Linked DNA regions of Astyanax mexicanus: region 2 is linked to region 1. Evidence: chromatin contacts called from public Hi-C data. All regions are on one chromosome and are shown on one strand. Each heading gives the region's core, a stretch centred on a gene start, on an enhancer-like site or on the middle of the called end of the contact. The rest is flanking DNA. Distances are from core to core; before and after follow the strand shown.

The links. Hi-C and Micro-C count contacts between places; a contact is called where the count stands out from the background.
Region 2: a Hi-C map of muscle shows a contact between it and region 1, with 3 times the contacts expected there. The contact joins the promoter of tmpob here to the promoter of gpia in region 1. A contact is called at or near these places in 2 of 3 Hi-C or Micro-C datasets (blood and muscle).

Annotation. Positions count from the first base shown.
Region 1 is chr2:59,134,205-59,136,904 of AstMex3_surface, forward strand. gpia (glucose-6-phosphate isomerase a) reads right to left here and starts at 1,328. Exons shown (of 17, transcript XM_007228187.4): 1 at 1,102-1,328. The coding sequence starts at 1,220.
Region 2 is chr2:59,331,030-59,333,729 of AstMex3_surface, forward strand. It overlaps tmpob (thymopoietin b), which reads right to left and starts at 1,366. Exons shown (of 6, transcript XM_007228169.4): 1 at 421-1,366. The coding sequence starts at 651.

The DNA of each region.
Region 1 (2,700 bases), core at 78-2,577:
ATCATATAGCTAAACACTGGGAGTGTGTGTGCTGGACATCACGTAGCTTCACTACAGGAGGAGGAGGACGCGTGCGCCCTGTGGTGTAGGTTGCGTTACACTGGCTTCGTGACTCATTTAGCTACAGTTTCCACTAAACGTGGCTACAACCAAAATAAAAGATTTCTTCCACTAACGTTACATCAGCTAACCTTACAGCCCGACTACACCTAACTTAACCTTAACCTAGCCTCACCTTTAACTACACATTTAAAGAGACGGTATGACACTTTATTATAGTGAATTAATGGGAATAACGTGCATAACAGCGTGTGTGATTGTAGTGCACGAAATTTATCATAAATATAGCTAGTTATATAGCCATTTAAAGGCTCAGTTAGGCCTGTAGATAGGTAGATATGCCCAATCGATGATCAGTGACCTTGTATCCAGTGCAGTGCAGTGCAGCTAGCTTTAGCAGGCTAGTTCCTGTCTTTTAGCTTAGCTTAGCTTAGCATCTTCTAGCTGTCTATCTACAGTAGCTTAGAGGTGGGTAACTCAAGTCCAGAAAGTAAAAATCCATCCCAGGGTTTTGTACCAACTGCCCGGGCAGCACAGCAGGCAGTTGTTACAAAACCCTGGCGAGGATTTTTACTTTCTGGACCTGGGTTGCCTACATCTAACGTTCGACAGGAGGCCTTTTTGAGCATTTTGAGCCAAAATGAACATGAGAAAGGCGCCTCAGTTGGGTTAAAACACTGCGAAGTACTATGCTAACATACAAATAAGGGCAGACGCTGAAGCTAAATCAGTGAACAGTAAAGTGTTATCAGTTGAGAGCAATAGGACGTTGCCACAAGTGGTCGTGTTGCAATATCCTGGCAACCAACAGAGACGTTCAAGGCTAGAATAACATTACACCACACCAAACCAGTGGATTTAACTAACTAGCTAAATAACTAGATAACTACATAGTGTGAGTGTCTAAATTAGCGTTAGATAGATTACAAACACTGTCCTCACTCTGAAAGACATCTACGGTACTATACTTCCTTCATCCACTGTTTTTAGTTGCAGGTGATTGATTCACTCATTTACAGCCCAAGTCCTGCTTATTTGTACCTGAATTTGGAGAACCTGTCCTTGTCTCCGTCGAACATCTGCCTCATGTTCAGACCTCCAGCGTTTGATTTGTACCATTGCTCCAGTTTTCGGTAGTTGGGATCGTTGGTTAGCCCCATGATGGTGAGGGTGGTTGTGGCGGTTCAGAGATGGTCGGTGGTCCTAAGCTCAGTCCAGCTGTCTGCTCACCCACTAAATTCACTCGGATGAAGTGAGAGAGATGGCAGTGCAGCCTCAGTGGGAGGTAACCTCAGCACTGGCCCCGCCCACTACGACAATATGAAAAGAAACCCCACCCACTCACTCATAGAGCTTTACCCAACACGTGCTTCGCACTCAAACCAGAGTTAAAAACTTTATAATCACCACCTAATACGTACACTTTTTCTTGTATTTTTTTTTTAAAATACAACCCAAAAGAGCTCATAGTAACGTCAAAGAGCCTTGAAAAGCTGTGTAAAGTTCCTTACAGTGCTTCATCTATCATTTTAACTTATGAAGATTTTTTTCAACTTTTTTTATTGACTATTTTTGCACAACAATAGCACTATAGTACATTCATTAGTCACTATACTTTGTCAAAATTTCAAAAACAAAGATCAACACAAAAACATAGCCGAGGAAGAGAGAGAAGAGGTTTGGACACACCCCTTCTCATTTATTGTCATTTCATTTCTACAATGTAGATTAATATTGAATTACTCAAAACAACAAATAAACGCATATTCAATTGACGTAAACAAAAAAAGTAAGTGGTAAACAATGCAAAATGTTCTTCTAATTCTAATTCTAACTTCTAATTCTTCAAAGTAGCACACATTTTTGTCTACCTAATTGCCTTTGTTCCTTTATAGTGTTTAAGTCTACAACATTAATTTATAATGTAGTAAATAATACAAATAAATAACAACTATTAATAAGTATGTGTGCCCAAATGTCTGTCTATCACTGAATATATGCATTTCCAATTTCTAACTAACTTATAAAAAAGAAATGAGCCTCTGCTGATGCTGGATAAAATCTAAAAGTTTCTAACCAGCATGAATGTGTTGACTTCATTAGTTTAGTTTAAGTCTCTTGAGCAAGTCTCCTAATGCTGCATTTGCCTACCAATATAACCAGATGTACAGTTCAGATGTACATTTACATACATTTTTAGCTTTTATCTGATGCTCTGCTTAAGAGCAGCTTACATTGAACACACGTTGAACTTACATTCAAAGTTAAAAACATTTTTGCATTCATCTGTAAAGTTACCAAATTATTTTCCCTGATTTACCCACAAAATATTTCAAGAAGTACAAAGAGAAGCAAACATAATTAAGGACAACTGTTTATTATTCTTGTCTTAGAATAAAACCCTTTTACACTGAGGTACATCCCCCGTGCTGGGGCTGAGAATGAACATAGATGTTACTGTAGATGTACATAAAGAAAGAAATGCAAAGTTAAATCAACACTGAAAGAATCTGGTGACACTCAATTCACAGGGCATGTCAGTAACAGCATTTGCCATAAGTCATCACAATTCTGTTGATTCTGACAATCCCAGCATGCTGCCTGTGTGTGTGTTACAGGTCCAAGCGTATATATGAAGAA
Region 2 (2,700 bases), core at 116-2,615, 200 kb after region 1:
CTTGTACAGGGCTGGGTGATATAACGTTACATGTTTAACTATCACAATATTTAAAGACATTTTCACAATTGCACATATGTTTATCTTAAATGATTTTTTTACCTTGAACTTCTATGTCCTTTTAATACTAAATGTACATCATTATTTTAAGTCGCTTTGGACAAAAGCGTCTGCCAAATGTAATGTAATATCGCTCACCCCTAATCTCACACAACCAATACATACTGAAACTGGCCAAATTGTGTGGGGAGAAAACCTTTTTTTTTTTTCAACAAAAAGAATATCAGTTTCACAGTCTGTGATTCTATGAAAAGACAAGAGGACATGTGGACTACACATGGTGTTTATATAAATGGGCAGTGACTGGAGATCAGCTGGCTTTGCTGCACTGGGAAGCTTAGCTAAGTTAAGTAACGTTACCTTTCCAGAGCGGCTCCTGTTGGAGAGCACTGGTGTGATCTCCTCGTCGCTGGAGAAGGTGTCCGCTGGGGGAGCTTTCCTCTTGTTCTGAGCGGTGAGGTTCTTCAGGTACAGCTGGATATACACCTCTTTCTTGTGCTCTCCGCTGGGCAGAAGAACATCGTTGGCGAGCAGCTCACTCTTCAGCTTCTCCTTGGTGAGGACCGACGGGTCTTCCAAGAATTCCGCCATGCTTTGTTTGTTTGTTAGCTAGTTAGTTAGCCAAGTTAGCTTAGCTTTAGCTCAGAGCTCAGGACCGGGCCAGGGCGGGCAGGAGAGAGCCCTGAACTGAAGGCAGAACTGTGTAAATATGAGTTCTCCCCCGGCTGTTATCTAAAGCTAGCGGGGTCAGCTAACAGTGCTAACCGCGCTAAGCTAGTTCTCCGGTGTGGGTCCGAGTCCCGCAGCGCGGCTCCGCGGACACACGTCAGATCGGTGGGCGGGCGGGTTTGAATGTGTTCCCGCGCTTCACACGACGACCTCAGCTACCGATTACTCCCGGATACCGCCTCACACCGACTCCCCGCACCGACGCCTCGCCAAATACTGCAGCTAAGGCGCGGAGTTAGCTTCACTTTTCCAACCGGAATCGAGAACAAATGCCCCGCTCGCTGCTTTACCGTATCCCGATCGCCTGCGCGCCTCTCGCCACAGCCGCCACCTCCCAATGAGGTCGCACGTTATTGGCAGCCTCCGCTCAATAAGGCGCTCTCCTATTGGTGGAGGACAAATGTCAGCCGTCTGCCACAACAAAGAGCGCGATGGAGGCGCCGAGAGGAAGAAGAAGAAGAAGCGAAGGAGAGCGGAGGGTTCCTGAGCAAAGATAGATAGCTAACTAACGCTAGGTTCTCAGTTTATACACATACACTAATCCTAAATCCTAAAGTGTAGCCTCTCCCACATGAGAAAAGATAATATCCCATCCCCTGTTAAATATCATATGCTAGTCTTCAGAGGTGGTTAACTCAGTTCCAGAAAGTAAAAATCCATCCCAGGGTTTTGTACCAACTGCCTGGGCGGCTCTGCTGAAGTTGGTACAAAACCCTGAGGTGGGTTTTTACTTACTGGATCTGGGTTACCCACCCCTATTAATCTCAGAAATTCTGCTTTGTTGAAGAGCCCCTGCTGGTGCCTAAATATCACACACCGTCTCACACACCCACACTACCACTCCTTAACACAGCTGTAACAGCTAATTTTAACGGAGAAAAAACTGACGTTAACATATAATATAAAATAAGATGTGTATCAATTAGATACAATGCTGCACATCCATTTAACTGGATTCTGCTCCTGTTTATATGTGTATTTATGTCAGTCTGTATGAATGAGGAGCAGCATGGTCGAGTCTGCCTGACTGCAGCAGAACAAAATCTCCTCAAGATGGCGGCATTAGCCATGTTTCACAGACTGACTAATACACTAGTACGTCTCAAAACATTAGAATATAATTGAAAATATATTTTATTTCAGCAATTCAGTTCAAAATATGAAACCCATTTATTGTATAGATGTATTACACACAGAGTGATCTATTTTTAGTGTTTTATTGTTTATTGTCGTACTGTGAATTTCCCCACTGTGGAATTAATAAACGATTATTTTATCTTATCTTATTTCCTAATGAAATACCAAATTTACTGATGGTCAGTGACCTCCAAAACCTTAATTTTTTGTCATTATGTCATTATGCGGTGGACTTGCTGGTTTGATGTGTTAATTGTACACCAGACGTAACGGGACACACACCTTCCAAAAAGTTACACTTTTTGTCTTCACCAGGGTTCCATGTTTTCTCCATTTGTGAATAATAACTCTTACTGTGGTCCATTGGAGTCCAAGGATTTAGAACTTTGTAACTTTTTCTGATTGACAAATGTCAGTGACTTTGTTTTCTCATCTATTTTTGAGTTTCTTCAGATCGGGGCATAATATTTTGCTGTTTAAGATCTGCTGCATCATGCCTTTGTGTCATTTAAGCAAAAATTGGCATTTGATGAAGGTGGAGTTGCAGATGTGTTATATTGTTCTGATTCAAAGAGATATTTTGTGTTCATAAAATAGTTTAGTTACCTTGATATTTAACCACAATAGGGTGGATAGCTTAAGCTTTACCTCAGATAAATATGGAAACAATATGAGAAATGTTACATGAAATTACCCTGCTAAAATTTACAGCTGGTCATCCAGAGAAAACATTCCTTGTGCTGGTTAAGAGCTAGTTAACAAGCTGAACAAACA